4 separate regions of the Mus musculus genome follow, and all the other regions are linked to region 2. Evidence: chromatin contacts called from public Hi-C and HiChIP or PLAC-seq data. All regions are on one chromosome and are shown on one strand. Each heading gives the region's core, a stretch centred on a gene start, on an enhancer-like site or on the middle of the called end of the contact. The rest is flanking DNA. Distances are from core to core; before and after follow the strand shown. Region 1 overlaps Gm42192 (a long non-coding RNA gene). Region 2 overlaps Fndc3b (fibronectin type III domain containing 3B). Region 3 overlaps Pld1 (phospholipase D1). Region 4 overlaps Pld1 (phospholipase D1).

Evidence for each region. A called contact is a pair of places that touch in the nucleus more often than the background predicts. HiChIP or PLAC-seq counts read pairs in DNA pulled down with a chosen protein or histone mark.
Region 1: a Hi-C map of liver shows a contact between it and region 2, with 1.9 times the contacts expected there. The contact joins two enhancer-like sites.
Region 3: an H3K27ac HiChIP or PLAC-seq map of microglia shows a contact between it and region 2, with 6 times the contacts expected there. The contact joins two enhancer-like sites. A contact is called at or near these places in 3 of 39 promoter capture datasets (the 3T3-L1 cell line and liver), 14 of 484 Hi-C or Micro-C datasets (the HL-1 cell line, adipose-derived mesenchymal stem cells, brown adipocytes and 9 more), 4 of 115 datasets of contacts at active chromatin or transcription factors (bone marrow-derived macrophages, fibro-adipogenic progenitors, forebrain and 1 more) and 1 of 9 other capture datasets (embryonic stem cells).
Region 4: an H3K27ac HiChIP or PLAC-seq map of microglia shows a contact between it and region 2, with 5 times the contacts expected there. The contact joins two enhancer-like sites. A contact is called at or near these places in 1 of 39 promoter capture datasets (the 3T3-L1 cell line), 2 of 115 datasets of contacts at active chromatin or transcription factors (microglia and pancreatic cancer cells) and 1 of 9 other capture datasets (pancreatic islet).

What each region holds. Positions count from the first base shown.
Region 1 is chr3:27,282,220-27,286,085 of GRCm38.p6, reverse strand. It overlaps Gm42192 (a long non-coding RNA gene), which reads right to left. Exons shown (of 3, transcript XR_880703.2): 3 at 1,625-1,704. Among named protein-coding and RNA genes, the nearest start is that of Gm42192, 24 kb to the right of the region's middle. Within about 2 kb of position 2,520, at least 66 of the 459 cell types and tissues checked have an H3K27ac peak or open chromatin away from gene starts, as enhancers often do. A contact at or near this core is called in liver, where this site is marked.
Region 2 is chr3:27,687,937-27,692,032 of GRCm38.p6, reverse strand. All of the region lies in intron 1 of Fndc3b (fibronectin type III domain containing 3B), which reads left to right. Among named protein-coding and RNA genes, the nearest start is that of Fndc3b, 20 kb to the left of the region's middle. Within about 2 kb of position 1,737, at least 186 of the 459 cell types and tissues checked have an H3K27ac peak or open chromatin away from gene starts, as enhancers often do. A contact at or near this core is called in liver and microglia, where this site is marked.
Region 3 is chr3:28,106,934-28,111,066 of GRCm38.p6, reverse strand. It overlaps Pld1 (phospholipase D1), which reads right to left. Exons shown (of 27, transcript NM_001164056.1): 22 at 1,219-1,332. Among named protein-coding and RNA genes, the nearest start is that of Gm42196, 68 kb to the left of the region's middle. Within about 2 kb of position 1,561, at least 1 of the 459 cell types and tissues checked has an H3K27ac peak or open chromatin away from gene starts, as enhancers often do. A contact at or near this core is called in microglia, where this site is marked.
Region 4 is chr3:28,077,620-28,081,933 of GRCm38.p6, reverse strand. It overlaps Pld1 (phospholipase D1), which reads right to left. Exons shown (of 27, transcript NM_001164056.1): 16 at 3,517-3,730. Among named protein-coding and RNA genes, the nearest start is that of Gm42196, 97 kb to the left of the region's middle. Within about 2 kb of position 1,648, at least 3 of the 459 cell types and tissues checked have an H3K27ac peak or open chromatin away from gene starts, as enhancers often do. A contact at or near this core is called in microglia, where this site is marked.

The DNA of each region.
Region 1 (3,866 bases), core at 1,271-3,770, 410 kb after region 2:
TGAGGGCAGGGATGAGTTAGGAGTGGAGGCAGGGATGAGTTAGGAGTGTGAGCAGGGATGAGTTAGGAGTGTGAGCAGGGATGAGTTAGGAGTGAGGGCAGGGATGAGTTAGGAGTGAGGGCAGGGATGAGTTAGGACTGTGAGCAGGGATGAGTTAGGAGTGTGAGCAGTGATGAGTTAGGAGTGGGGGCAGGGATGAGTTTCAGGGCTGCAGCAATAGACAGGGCAAGAGAGAGTGGGCATCTGGGTCTAGGCTAGGGTAAAGAGAGAGACAGAGATAGAGATACACAGAGAGACAAAGAGACAGATAGGGAGAGAGAGAGTCGCATGCTTTGATAGTCAGCCCTACCCCCCATGGCCCACTGGGATTTCTCACTGATCCCTTTTCCCAGTGTTTCATGCCATGTGTCTGCCTCTCTCTCTCTCTCTCTCTCTCCCTCTCTCTCTCTCTCTCTCTCTCTCTCTCTCTACACGCGCGCGTGTGTGTGTGTCCTCTATGAGAGAGACATGTAATATTTATCTTCTGACGTGCTTATTTTCTAAAACATGAGACGCTCCATCCAATTTTTCTACAAAAACAATCCAGCCTCGCTCTTCTTCACTGCTGAAAAATACCCCATTGTAGCACAATTTCTTGAGAAGGGCTGGGCTCGTGCGGTTTTGAAAGGCTTCTACTAATGATTCTGGAAAGTTAAGAAGGGCTTGGGTAGTTTTCAATGTCTAGATTTCAGTTATAGATAAGCAGCCCGGTAAGTCTGAGCTGTCCTGTGTGGGTGTGCTGGGGGCTCTGCGGACACAGAGCCATGAAGAGCCACGCTTCCTGCTCTGCTCTGCAGGTTTTCCCGGGGACAGTCCTTGCACTGTGTTTCCTGTTGACAGTGGAGAAGTCAGGTTTGGCCTTGGCACATCAACTGTAGTACACAACGCAGGGAAAAGCAAGTTAAGAAAAAACAAACACAGGCTAACAAATGTGTGGGGCTGTGGGGGGCGGGGGAGGACAACGACTCACAGCTCTAGCAAAAAATGCAAAAGTGGAGCAGACATGTTGGGCCTCAGATCCACATAGATTTCCCCCACTGGTCTTCCTTCTTATCTACCATTACTTTACCTGCCCAGGATGCTGAAATATCGTGCTGCCCTCACAAAGACACAAACACACACACACACACTTACACACATAACTAAAAATAAAAAAATCTTTTTGCAAGGAAGCGGTAGTGGGAGAGAGATGACTCATGATTAAGAGCATGGAGAGGGCCACTGGGCCAGTGGCATGGTGGTGCACACCTTTAATCCCAGCACTCAGGAGGCAGAGACAGGCAGAGCTCTGTGAAGTTGAATTCAGCCTGGTTTACAGTGTGAGTTCTAGGGCAACCAGAAAAAACTCTGTCTCAAAAATAAAAAGACAAAATAAAAGGGGGGCAAAATCTTCTTGCACTATTGAACCCTTAAAAAGAATTTTACAAATCAGGCCATCGCTTCAGACATTTTAATTGCCTTCTAAAAATAAGTGCAAAGCTAAAGATATATTAACATTTTAAAATACAGTTGCCTGGCTAGAGAGAGAGAGAGTTAAGAGCATCTGCTGCTCTTGCTAAGAATGAGTTCAGATCCCAGCGATCTATCAGGCAGCTCACAACAGCTCCAGAGATCTTGCGCCCTCTTCTGGCCTTACGGTGGATCTGCACTCATAAGTGCTCATACCTACAAAGTAACACACATATAAACATAGTTTATTTTTAATTAAAATATTAAAAAAAGAAACTGTATAAAAACCCCACACAGCTTTTAGGTAACTTAGAGTGTTAACAAAAACAAAAACACAAACAAAACGAAACAAAATCAAACAAAGCAATTCATTTAAGCACCTTGGTGCTGTCTTCCCATCTGATAAATCCATTGCCTCCTTAAACCCTGCTCAGCTGTCTAGCCCTCACTTGCTTTTCTGCAATGCACACATATACAAGCTTTACTGTTGATGTACAGAGCATTTTCTGAGACTTATTGTTAGTAATTGAGGCACGGGGGTGGGCGATGCTATGGTTCACTGGAGAAAGCCGTTTGCTAACTTAGCTAAATTCCCACACCCCACGTGGTGAATAGTCAACTCATGAAAGCTGTTCTATGACCTTGATGCGTGCTCTGGCATGTATACACACACACACACACACACACACACACACACAAATAAATATAATAATTAAGATTGGAGTAAATGAAACTATATTTGCTTTATCCAGTCATCAAGGGAAAATCAGAAAAGGTCTCTCACTGAACGTGAAACTCGATGATGTGACTAGACTGGCTGACCAGCAAATCCCCAGAATTCACACGTCTCTACAGCCCTCCTCCCACGTATTTTGAGAAAGGTATTTAAAAGCTGAAGATCTAGAGGAACTGTCTGGGACGGGTAAAGCTGCCCTTAGAAAACTGAGTGCCAAGAAGCGGGCCTCCCGCTCTCTCTTGGGGAGCTGGCAGGGTCACGCGCTGTCGGCGGGATGAACACGTGTGTTCTCGTGGTCACCAGGCAGAACAAACTTTGCTCTGGGTCAACGAAACCTTTCCGCATTCTCCCAGCCTGGCTGGTGGGAACGCTTCTGAATTAAGATGGGGGAGTGTTTATCACCAGTGCTTTGCATTTCCACTGGGGTCACCTTTTGTGCTGCTGGGAGATAAGAGAACTGAACCGTTGAGCTGATAAGAGGCGCAGGCTGTTGCGTTTCTCCAGATCGTCTCTGGATCTGAGAGAAATCTCGGAGAAATGTAAACAAAACCGCAGGTGCATTTGAATGTGAAACACATTCTCCAACAGAAGCCTCGCTTGAGTGAGCTGTCCCTTGCTGGAAACAATGGGCTGCTAATCCGGTGACTCGAGGCAGCCCGCTTGAAGTGTGTGTGATCCTGGAGGCCATTACAGCTGAAATGGAAATGCTAACTAACTGCCCACCTTCCCTATAATTTCTCGGGAAGCCGCAGCCGGCTGCGATGATAAGAGCTGCTTCCAGCCATTCGCCTTCCCTCCACAGAAACCTTGACAAGCCTTATGCAAAACACATTTTATTTTAAATCTAATCTCAGGTATTCTGCCATTGGAGTCTCTCTGTCTCTCTGAGAAATTAAAACCCGGAGATTCTAAGGAATTTACCCAAGGGGCAGTGCTGAGATCGAAGAACTGACACGGTCAGACTGAGAAAAATGCAGGCTGTCTTCACAATGCACTCTGGGAAATTTGGATCTGGACTTCAGAGTACCTTAGGTGATTTATTCCCCCTGACAAAAATCCAGATGAAAATTAATCTTCCTTTTACACAGAGTGTGGTCATTTTTCTACTCTGGAGAATGTTAAAGTAGGGGACATTCTTGGAATAAGAATGGCAAGCCCCCATTTCACTTAAAAGTTTCCCCAGTGTAGAAAAAAACTTTCTCATCTATGATCTCTGCTGGACAGCAATATGCCATCAAGGGTGGGCCAAAGGGCTGGTGGTGTAACTCAGGTAGCATGCTTGCCTAGCATGCACGACGCTCTAAGTATGATCCTCATTGCTCTATGGACCAGGCATGGAGCACATGTCCTTCACCCTAGCAATTAAGTAGAGGCAGGAGATTCGAAAGCCAGGGATATTCTTGGCTCCAAAACAAGTTCAAGGACAGCATAGTATACATTCCATCTTGTCTCAGTTAAAAATAAAAGTGTGTATGTTTCTGTGTGTGTTGGGAGCTGGAGAGATGACTCAACAGTTAAGAACACTGGCTGCTCTTCCGTAGGACCCAGGTTCAATTCCTAAGCCCCACATGGTGACCTCCAACCATCTGTAAACCCAGTTCCAGATGATCAAGTGCTCTCTTCTGGCTTCTGCTGCCATTGG
Region 2 (4,096 bases), core at 488-2,987:
GCTCTTCACTGCAGAGCTCTCTCTCCAGCTCCAGATGGGATCTTCATCCAGTCAGAGCTTCGTCTCTGGGCGTCCGACTCACTGCTTTGGCCTGTGGGTTTGTAGTCCTGTGTTCTGAGTTGGTGCTAGTGGCCGGCTGTGGTGAAGCCTTTTATAAGTTGGTCCCGCCCCAACTCCTCTCCAGTAAACTCTGACCTGTATGGATTCTGGATACTAATAAACTTATTTTTACATTTTTTCCTCTGTACCCCTGAGCTTATAAAGCTGATTTTTTTCTTCCATAATGGGGAGAATCTTTAAGTATGGTCCATGTCATATGTTTGTTTGCCTGTTAGGAGGAAGATGACGTGACCAGATGAGTCACATGGGCTGGGGCAGGACCTGAAGTTTAGGATCTGCAGTCTGCTCAGGGTGGTGCTTGAGTGTGACAGGGCGGTGGCCAGGAAGGGACAGACTTCTGATTCCTCTTCCCATTAGTTTCCCACTAAAGATCTAGATCCACTGAAGGCAGGTACCGTGTGTTTCTTGCTCTCTTGTACATAGTGTCTGGCAAACAATGATGCTCAGTTAGTGTTTATTGAATGAGTGACTTAATGACAGAGGGAGACATCTGTTGTGACATAGGGATGCCATGTGTTTGAACCAGTAGGACATTTCTGTTAGATTTTTTCACTTGAAAGCAATGTTCTAATTCTATTTTCTTGGAACTATAGGAAAATTTTGACTAAAGACAGCAAGCAACTGTGCTCCCTGAACTTGTGTGCAGATAGATAGAAAGAATGAGAGTGTTTAGGCAAGGTTTATTGTGTTTGCAGATAATAAATACTCACACCACATAGCTTACGCAAAAGAGCTTTACTTACTGGAGGGTAATGTGGGCCGTGGGAGCCCAGGCTGTATTCCTCCTTCCCCTCCCCCACCCCTTCTTCCTATTCTTCTTTGACACTTGTCTTCTACAATTAGAATGTATACTGTGTGGACACTGGATGCTTCTGAACTTTTAACTTTAATTTATATCAGGTGTTTCTGGAGACAGGGTTTTATGTAGCCCAGGCTGGCCTTGAACTTACTGTGTAGCCGGGGATGGCCTTGGACTTCTGATCCTTTATGCTAGGTGTATAGCATATACACCATGTCTGTCTGATAGGCTGCAGGTTCGAACCCAGGGCTTCATGCATGCCGGGCAAGCACTTTGCCAGCTGAGCTGTAGCTGTATCAGTTTTGATGCTTTCCTTCCAAAATGGCCTGGTTTGCATATCATTTTGAAGCCTGCCGTTTGCATTATTGTGTGCGTGTGACCGTGGATGCTCGCGTGCTATATATAACACTCACGTGGAAGCCATGGGAAGACTTTTGGGAGTTGGTTCTGTCCTGGAGCATGTGGGTTCTGGGGACTGAGCCTGGTGAGCCAGTCCTGCCGACCCTTTAGGACTATATTAATAGAGGATGTTAGGGGGCGGGGTATGATGCTTATTGTCTCGTGGCTACGGTCAAGTGGATTCTCCTGGCTTTGTCGTTTGCCACCTGTGTGAGAGGACATCATAAAGGACTGACTGACGTTCAGACAGACACTGGTGGCCAGCGGTTTCCTTTCCCTTCATTTCTTTTTTGAAACAGTGCAGTAAGACAGCAGTGGGCTGAGTTCTTCCGTTAAGTCATCCCCGGATTGTACCAGTCCATTAGCTGCTTTGTGCAGCGGACAGGAAATGGTTCTATTTGTACAAGTTGCACAATCTTAACGAAGTCAGGGCAGAGAGCCAAGGGGACCTCTGCTGTTTCTGCAGTGTTAACCTTTCAGTTCCACACAGGAACACATACAGGTTACTGGGGATGTGTGTTAGAGTGTGACTGTGTTGGTGTGGTCACCTGCCTGGCGGTACTGAGAAATGTACCGTGTGACTCATGGGGGTCTTGGTTCTTAATGGCTTCCCACACAGGCTGTGGAGATGGCCTGATGCTGGTGCCTGCCAGCCTGGCCCTGAAGGGTCCAGTTCCCATTCTGCCCTTTCCCAGGCCGTCTTGTAGACTGGTGACAGAGTGACCACTTTCCTTTTCTAGGGCTGGCAAGTGGCTTCCTTTGTGCCCATACCTGCCTCCTATACCCCAGCTGCCAGCTACTCTTCTCCTCTTTGAAAGTGGCATTTCCTTTTTGTCCCCAGTGTTTCTAGGCAGAATCTGGTAATTTTAGTAAAGCTGATTTTATATATATAATATTTTAATGTACTTTATGACCCAGGCCGGATCTCGAGTAGCTCAGGCTGGCCTCAGCTTGACTTGGCTGTGTGCCTGAGGCTGGCCTTGAACTCCCGGTCCTCTTGCCAAGGTCCTCCACATGCTGTGATCAGAGGCATCTGCCACCAGGCCCTGCTTCGTGATTCAGTCTTAGTGTGCTCATCACTTCCTCCCTCCCGCTCTCCCTCCCCCCTTCCTCTTTTTCCTTCCGTTTTGATTTCTAATGGTTCTTCCCCAGCCCATATACCATGGTGAGGATGCAATCCTAAGTGATTGAAGGACAAAAGTCAGCATGTGAGAGGGACTGGAGAGCAGAGTGATGGGAGGCAGAGGCAGGGATTGCCTTCCTGGGCCTCTCACCCTAGACAGAAGTTGCTGTGGACCTCTGCTGAAGAAGCCGGCCTGTTCCTCTCCCCTGAGGGGTTAAGATTTCTCCATCTGTGGAGCCACCCGCATTTTTATTTATGTATATGTGTCATAGCTGTCTTCCTTATTTGTGAAATATTTGTTTATTATATACTTTTTGTTTTGTGAGTCACGGTTTCTTGTTGCCCAGGCTAGCAGTGTTGCTGCAGCTGGCCTTGAACTCCCAGTCCTCGGCCTCTAACTTTCAAAAGCTGTGATTGTAGGCTTGAGCTATAACACGCCGCTTTTTAATGAATGCTTTTTGAAGGGTGTTTTATTTTTGTGTGTCTTTTCCTCAGTTTTCTTCAATTATTTTCTAGCTCCTTAAAATAACACAGCATTCCCAGTCTTTGCTGCTGTCATTTGACATTTATATCTCTTTGGGAGCCCCTGCCCTTTGCTTTTAATTATTTTTACTGTGTGTGTGTGTGTGTGTGTGTGTGTGTGTGTGTGTGTGTGTGTGTAACATAGCTTGCTTGGGAAGACCAGAGGACAACTGTGGATCTCAGTTTAGTCTGTGGGTTCCAGGGATTGGACTAAATCTGTCTAGCTTGCATGACAAGCACTTTAGCTGCTAAGCCATCTTGGGCCCTGCTTCTGAGTTAGTTCTTCCTGCGGGACTGCTCGCCTTGGCTGGTGTCTTCCTAAGCACTCTGTCCCCAGCAGTTTCCTTTGGTGAGATCTACCCTAAAGGCTGCACTTGAACACCTGACATCAAGTCTCTGGGCAGTGTGATTCTGTCAGTGTCCTTTTTCCTTTTGCAGTCTGGCACTGAGAGCCTGCCCTTTTCCTCTCGAACAGTTCTGAGTTCCGTGTGACTTCATGGCAAGTCACGGAAGTCACCGGTCCTTCTGTTTTCCCAGGGTAGATCATGAGGGTTTCGGTCAGAATTGGTGCAGGACATTGAGCGGCGCCCATGGGTTTAATAATGAGCACGCACTGTTTGACAGCGAACCAGTCAGAAAAGAAAGGGCAGGATGGATAGCTCAGTCAGGACTCTGCAGACCAGCTGAGCACTCTACCTTCTGATTCCTGTCCCAGCTCTGTAAGGAGTACATTTCTGTTGTTCATGTTATTCAGTCAAAACAATTTTGTTATAGTAGCCTACTTGGGAGGAGAGCCATTATTACTTAATTTATATTTTTATTTGAAACTGACTTCAGTTTGCTTTGAGATGCGCAGTTCTTCCACTCATCCGTGGACCTCCTTATGGCTTCTCCTTTAGAAGCTGGCTCTGCTACCACTGTATGCAAATACAGATTATTTAGTTGTAAAATATTCTTCTTAGATAAGATAGTTCTCTGGTGCTGAAAGTAAAGATAACTTTCATGTCTTTGAACACTGCTCCCTCAAAAAAAAAAAAAGTTTTCAGAACATCTGTGCTGTTTGACCTTCTCATTGTGTTCCAGGGGAAGATTTTCAAATATATTTCAATTATTCTTTTTTATTTTGGTGAGTA
Region 3 (4,133 bases), core at 312-2,811, 420 kb before region 2:
AATGAAAGGTTATAGTTTGGGTTGCTGAACAGCAGCCAAATGTGTATATCATTCAGCTGGTTCAAAAATATCAAGAAACAATCATAGGAAATAATCACAGCAGACAATATTCCAAAAGTAATATTTGAATTGCCAAGAAAGCAGACAGAGTGCAGTTAAACATCACCAACTATGACAGGGCTATGTCCCACATCAGACAACAGCAGAGATGAACCCATCTTCAGCCAGAATGTGTAGAGCAAAGGCTGTCATTGTAGCCAGGTGGATTCACCCCTGGGAAACAGCATTAGTACTAATCATTCAGGTAAAATCCTGGCAGGTGAACAGGCACAAGGTAGCAGTCAGTGGGAGAACAAAACCAACAACTAGGCAGGAAGACCGGGGTTGTCCCCAGCACTGCAAACCAGGCACGGTGACAAACAGCACTTGGAAGGTAAATGCAAGAAGATCACAAGTTCAGAGTCAGCCTCAGCTACACAGGGAGTTTCAGGACATCCTGGGCCATCAAACACTACCACAATCCCACCCAAAGGCACCTCAAACTGTCAGAGGCAACTGGGGTCCTTTGAAGCCAAGCAAGGTGCATGTCGCCCTCCACCCAAGTGTGCCCAAGGCCCTGAACCCATCTCTGTTTGGTCCACTATAAAGTCTCATTCTTCCCCCTCATAACTCCTAAAAGGATGATTAGAAAAGTGTAAAACACAAAGAACATATTCAGGTTGTCCTCTCTGCTCTAACTGAAAGCGCTCAAACTGTACCTGGATTGTGTTCGCACTTACTTCTCCTGTTTTATTTTTCTCTACTTCCTGGAAACAATAAAGGGATTAGTGCATAGATATTTTTCACTAATATGATATATTAAAACGAATACAAAAGAGGCACTAGCTGGGCCTTCTGGAGGCAGAGGCAGGAGTGTCTCTGAAATTCAAGGTCAACCTGGTCTACATAGCAAGTTCCAGGCAGCACATAGTGAGATGGAGAGGGGGAAGGAAAGGAGAAGAGGGGAGGGGAGGGAAGGAAAAGAGACAGAGACACAGACAGAGACAGAAAGAGACATACACAGAATGACTAGTTTTTTGGTGCTGTTATACTTGACAGAGCCACCATGGATAACTGCGACATCTGAATTTCATTACCCTGTAAAGACTAAGGTTTAAAAGCGCATTACTGAGCAAATAAGTAGAAACACTGTAGCTCCCTCCTTGGTGTTCAGGGTACCTGTAGTTGAAGTGCATTATTGCCTGTAGAGCGTTCCCCCCGCCTGTGGAAATGTCTCCCTCGAATCCCGGCAGCAGCGGTATCACAATGTACACCCGATATCTCTGGCCTTCCCTGCAAAAGAAAAATAAAGAAATAAAACCAAGTAGCAGCTACATCACCATCCAAGCAGACCATGGGGCTTTGGGGACAAACGAAATGCCTCCATACAGCCTTCCTCACTCAGCTTGGATGACTCTTGGATCCCAGCTATCACTATGGGATCTGAGCGCTATGCTGTATGGTACACTTAATTGGGCAGTAAAGAGGGAAACGTGTCTGCTTCCGCTTCTCCATTCATCATCCTTTGCAGGACAGAAGGCAGTTTAAAATAAATCTTGCTGATCTCATGAAAGAGGGTGTAGGAAGTGACTTATACCAAAGTTTAGAAAAGGGTGTTACCATAATGAGACTATGTAATTTTAAATAGGATTTTATTTAAATATGTGTATCCATATGTGCAGACATAGATACATAGACATATATATATATACATAATTACTATTAAGTTATGCAGTCCACAGCTTGGCAAATTGTGGGCATTTGATTCATAACTGTGGGGGTACCGGTACCTATGTCTTAGAAGCAAATATACACATAAGATTCAGTATGTTTTTCAAAACAGAGTCATCGGTATTTAGGAATGCTAAGGTTCCAGCCAGAGAATGTTACTGGGAATTCTTCAAGAATTCTGAGTGACTAGTTGTTATTTTTTATTTTATTTTTAAAACATTTATGCACAGGTGTGTGTATGTGTGTGTGTGTGTGTGTGTGTGTGAGAGAGAGAGAGAGAGAGAGAGAGAGAGAGTATGAAAACAACTTGTGAGACTCACTTGTCTCTTTCTACCATGTGAATCCTGGAGATTGAATTCAGAGTATTGCTCTGGGCAGCAAGCATCTTTACCGTTTGGGCTATCTCAATGGCCCGTACTTTATTTTAAAAAAGGACTATTATTGTATATATGGAGCATAGGCACACACGCTACAGCCCATGTGAGGAGTTCAGAGAACAACTTTATGGAGCTGGTTCTCGCCTCCCACTGTTCTTTCACATGGACTCTTGAGACCGAACTTAAGTCAGCAGACATGTGTGACAACCACCTTTTACCCACTGAGCAAGTCCCAGCCAGTGTTCATTTTCAAATCCCCAGCTTATAGAACACAGTATCTTCAGGCCACCTTTTATAGGAAACCGAAGCTTCTTAATGACAGCTAGAACAATAGAAGAAAATGCAGCTCTTTCTTTTGATGTGTATTCAGAAGCCCAGAATGCTATGCTCTGATAGACACATCAAGCCTTTTGACACCAAGGCAGGACATTGTCATCGACTAAGGCTATGCTGGAGAATGGTAAAATGGAGTTAGTGAAAACCCTCTCATAGTGCTTTGTGTGAGTTTAACATTTTGCATCAGGCTGACTTTATAGCTATCCTTGACCACAGGCTAGATAGCCCACTAGGCAACATGTACAGCGAGAGTCCCAAACTCTTAAAGCTTCTGGCTTTGCTTAGGAATACACGGGAAAGAGAGAAAGCTTGAGAGAGATGCTGGATACCTCACAGTGCACAAATACAGTTTGCTTGAGCACATTCTCTCTGCTGGCTAATTCTCAAGGGTCATCCTGCTTAAACCATTTATTATACCTAATGGTCATAGTTCGTCTTCTTGTGAACAGAGGAAGAGACCCTTCTTGTGAGAATTTTCTCTGTTCTAATGGTCAAACCTGACAGGTGGGTCTGAATGTCCATATATTCATGACAACACAGGGCAGAAGTGACTATCAAAGGGACCATAGTATGAAAAGTCAATGGCTGAGAAATGAGGCATTTGAGGGAGACTGCTGCAATGCCAAGGATTACTCACTAGATGGCAAACGTAGTTTGAGTTGGGAAGAATACAGAGAAAATGTGAACAGCCCTGGTTACTGCCTTGGTTAGGCGACAAGGCACAGTCTTTAAATGGTAAACAGGACACAGGAGAAGAACAGGAAGCCCTGAGCTACTTTCCCACAGTCCACATTTAAAAGACTGCATGAACCCAAGTGGACACTTAACTAAAGTATATTCCTGTGAGACGTCCCATAGTCATTCCAGTGATGTCCACAGTACCCCACCCACGTGCTAATAAAGCAAGTCAGCTGAGCTCCTAGCCAGGATGGAAGCACTTCTAGGTCACCTTGTTCATTGGAGCTGCCTGGCTCTGCAGTCAGAACCGGGTCTCATCTGCCTCTTCTTTCCCAGACCGTGGCCAGGAAGTGACCCATAAGCTCTGTGTCTTGCTCATTCATGACAAGCTCATGACCTGGGCTGAGGGCTGACCTGCTCCAACACACTGGGTGGAGGTTCACATAGCTTTCTATTTGGGGCAGCCTTCAGTAGAGAACCCATGCTTTCAGTGTGCTCTGTTGGCTGGGAGGATGGGGTTGGAGTCAGATTAAAAGAACATTTCAGCAAAAAGTAGGTCAAACTATACTTGATATTTTTCTTAATTATATTTCATTTGAATTTTCATTATGGTAAATATATAAAATGTAAAATTGGGCATTCTGTCCACTGTGAGAGTCTTCATCATTAACTGTGGTCCTAATTTTACATGATGCCTTCCATATTCAAAGCTTTTCATCATCATCACAGATAGAATTCGCTTCATTCCTACCCCCCAGCTTTCATCCCCCACCTCCCACTCCCTAGAGTCCCTGGCTATCTCTAGTTTACTCTACCTGGATTTTGCATATATGAGGAATCACATGAGGCTTGTCCTTTTTGGTCTAACTTGTTTTCCTTAACACACTACCCTCAAGGTTCACCCATACCGTGGCATGCTTCACAGCTCCTTCAGCTTTGTGGCTGAATATTCTTCTGTATTGTGTGTACACG
Region 4 (4,314 bases), core at 399-2,898, 390 kb before region 2:
GAAGTCTTAGCTTACAGTCTATCCCCCTGATCAATGCAAAATCTGATACAAAGGAAAGAGCAGTGGATGACTTCCCAAATGGAAAAGGAATCAAATTTTGTATTTAACATTTTGTCAAGCAAAGCAATGTCAACCTGGAGTTCTCCTTCTTACAACATAATTTGGAAAAGAAGAAAAAATTCCTTGAGAATAGCTGAGTGATTGCTGAATTAAAAGACATGTTACAAAACCTACAATAGTCACTGACCTCATAAAGAGGAATTAAATGTAGTGTAGTCTCTCTGATTAAACTCTGCAGTCGTCTTACCTGTATTCTGCATATTGGCCTTTGTATGGCAAGACATTCTGTGAAAGTTTGCTATGTGGCTTCAATGTGTACACAGTTTATCACTATCTGCTGACTTATGTGCAACAATCTATCTGTGTAAGTAGCCTTATTGCTCAGCTTGCTAAGTGCATTTCATCTATTACATTCATTTCATCCACAGTACTTAGGGCAGTGGTTGGCATGTCATAGGAGCTCAGCATGTATTTATTCAATGAAGTACATAAGGAAGCTGGAGAGATGGCTCAGAGGTTAGCAGTACATACCGTTATTTCAGGGGACCCACGTTTGGGTCTCTCCCCCACCCCCACCCCCCTACTTCCTTATCATCCTCAGAGTCTGGAATCTTTGCTGTTTACTTCCTCCTTTTCTTTTAAACTTGTCTCCAGTCGATGAATGGAGGAGACAGTGAATGCCTGCCAAGGACTCTTTCCATCAGCACTGTGTCCTCAGATCATCACGTGGGTCTCACGCCCTCAACCAGGGCTTGGCCTAATGTGCCAGATACCTTTCTGCCTCCTTCCCGCTTGCTCCTTGTGCACACCACCAATTGTCAAAGTAAAGACCCCCTCTTTCACACTTCTGCAACCTTATTCTTCTATCTCATTTTGAACCTCAATTGTAAATCATCAACCACACACACCAGAAGAGACACTTTCCAGTTCTGCTCTTAATTTTTCTTTACAGCTACAGATATCCTGCCTTGGTCCCCTCAGTTTCCCAGAAGCTTCCAGCCCTCAGAACCTTGAGGCTCACACAGGTACAGACAGACATAGTGCAAGTTGTTCCTAAACTCATAAGTCAATCAAGAATTAGCCTTATGTTAAATTGTTAAGACATATAATATATTCCCATATAATATTTTCCACTTTAAATTGTGTATCAATATTGTTAGATTTATAAAACTACCAGTTATTCTGAGCTTCAGTTTATTACATATAGCTTATGCCCTTTAAATATTGCTAGGTCTGGGTCCATGTGACAGCTCAGTAGATAAATGTGCTTGCCACCAAGCCTAGAGACCTAAGTTCAATCTCTTGGCCTTTCATAGAAGAAAGAGAAAACAGCTCCTGCAAGATGTTCTCTGACCTCCACACAGACACCATGGTCTATACATATACACATAAGCACAGGAAAATAAACACATATAATTAAAAATAAGCCAATAACTGGGTTCCTGAAGAACATTTGGACTACTCTTCAAGTTCTAGCCTCATTGGTCAGGTGCCTGAAATTCATCCAGGCCTCTCAGCTGGGCTCCAACTTCCTAATCTAGCAGAACAGAATTGTAGCCTTGGAGTGGAGCCAAAGGACAAGATGTTGTTGGTGTTTCCATTTCTGCCTAGTTAGACATGTGGATGCTAAGCATGCGGATGCTGAGAAACTGGACCACACTGGGCAAATCCCTTGCCATCCCAGTCAAGGGCTCTGTGAAAAGGAGATGCTATCCCTGCTATCTCTGTCAAGTATCCCAGGTGTTCAAGGCAGTGCTGGGCCATCTGCACACTTGCTGGTGCCTTACTGTAGTGATTCCCCATCCTGAGGTGGGGAAGAGATTGCCAAAACCTTCCTCATTCTCTCCTCCGTAGTTTAGGCCCTGATTAATTCACTCTTTAGGAATCTGATTCTTCCCATAAAAGGTATCATATAACATTTTTTAACCATCCCCATGTAAAACATTCTAGTTCTAATCAAAAACCATCAACATTTTTCCAACAAATGAAGTTGCGTTTTCCTTGCTTTGTCTGGGACTCTGCCTCAGTGCACCCTTTTAACACCAGTCACATGCCTTAGCTGCAAGGGTCATTTCCTAGTAACAGGTAAGAAGTTGGTCTTTTCCACCCACGTGCCTTTGAGAGGTTCATTTCCTTCACCTGTAACACCTTTCTGTCCTCACCTAAGCTCTCCAGGTACTATCAGATCCAAGGACAGGCTCCCTCCTCAAAACATTTCCCTAGGTCAGCAAGAGGAAGTCCTTCTGCCTCAAACAGAGGTGTGTGTGTGTGTGTGTGTGTGTGTGTGTGTGTGTGTATGTGTGTGTGAGTGTCCATGCTATGAGACTATTATAGACCTTGTGCTAGGGGACTGTTCTGTGTGTCGCTGTCTCTCTCTTCACTGCTGGGGAATAGATCCTCAGGTGTACAGAGCTTGCACCTGTGCCCTTGCATGGAACAGGTCTAACCTAACATATGGGACAAGAAGACTGACCAGAGAGACAACACGAACACACACTCACTGTGGTCGGGCAGCAAAGGAAGCAACAAAAGCTGAAGCCCATGGGGTTCTGACACTAGCCAGTCACTTACCAGTGCTGTGCCTAGTGAGCCCCTGCTCAGACTCACTGGAAGGGTGAAAGAGTTTCAAGTGGGGCTTTAACCCATGGATTAAATTCTGATGACTTCTACAGTGGCTAAAATAACCTGGAGAAAGTTGAGAGTTCTTTTTTGTTTTACAAAGAAACATATTTACATATCTATGTCTATGTAACAAATTTTATAAACTTGAAAGCACACTTAATCATTTTTAGAATAAGCAGGTCTATAAACTCAGTCATAAGTTCTAGTGTGATAGAAAAACCACAGCACTTTAAGTAAAGGTATGTAAACTCATACAATATAGAATATCTAATGTCTGCTGATACAAGCTTGATATATTTCTGGATGAAAAAATAAATAAATGTATTCTATGAAGGTTTATAAAGGACACCTAATGCTCCTTTTCTCTTTATAACTTGTCATATTTTAGAAAGCTCTAGTCATTTTATAGCCATCAAAAGTATCAACAGTGGCTATGATTACATTGTATTAATAATAAATATGTTTTTAAAATGAGACAAAGGAGACAGGGGGGCATGGAGCCCAATAGGTAGAGTGCTTGCTTATATGCACAGAACCTGTTTAAGTCCCAGAACCTTATAAAACAGGCATGGTGGTGCACGCCTGTGATCCCAACATGGGAGAAACAAGAGCCCAAGATCAGTCTCTATCACACAGTGAGTTTGAGACCAGCCTGGGCTACATGAGACCCTGTCTCAAAACACAGTGTCCCAGTGCCATGATGTCACACAGGATGCATGGCAGTCATTGCACATTGTCCACTGAATGCCACCACTGATCTTTGTAAAGCAAATAGGCAAGGGCTACAAGGCCCACAGTGCAGCCAAGGAAAGTTCTAGCAAAGGCAGGACTCACTGGAGGTGCTGTCGATGCTGCTGATGCTGTCCGCGTTGTGCAGGTGGTGACGGTGCAGCTGGCGATAGAGACTAAATTTGGAGAATTTCCTGGACTTTCCTATCCCTTTCAGCTTCATGTCAGTCTCATCAACAATCTTTGAGATGGGCTCCTTTTTATGAAATTCATGTTTATCCTTGAGGCTTAAGGATTCCATAGACTCTACTGATGCTGCCTGAGAAAGTTATTAAAAAAAAAAAAAGACCATGCATAAAGTATACTACAACAGGCTTTCACTTATTTAGAGCTAAGTGGTAGTTTACAAATGGTAGGGACCCCAGAACAGATTCTCCATAGAATCTCAGGGAAGCCACAGGGTGGTGGTGAGTTCTTCAGCCACATGAGCCCTGGTGGGGCTCCTTCTTCAGCAGGCCAAATTCTTTTGTTTGCTTCTTTTTGTTTTCATTGTTTGTTTTATGAGACAGTCTCTCTCTCCCTCTCCCTCTCCCTCTCCCTCTCCCTCTCCCTCTCCCTCTCCCTCTCCCTCTCCCTCTCCCTCTCCCTCTCTCTCTTTCTACCTGGCTTTCCTGGGACTTGTCACGTAAACCAAGTTCATCTCAAACTGAAGAGATCCATCAGCCTCTGCCCCCCAAATGCTGGGATTAAAGATACATGCCACAGTGCCTAAATAAAACTTGAATTTCATTTCATTAACCCCTCTATCTCCCACTAATTACACTATTTAAATTCATTGTTAAACAACCCAACTTCTCAGACTTCCTCTGTCAATCATTTTTTTTGTCCCCCACAGTTGCGGTT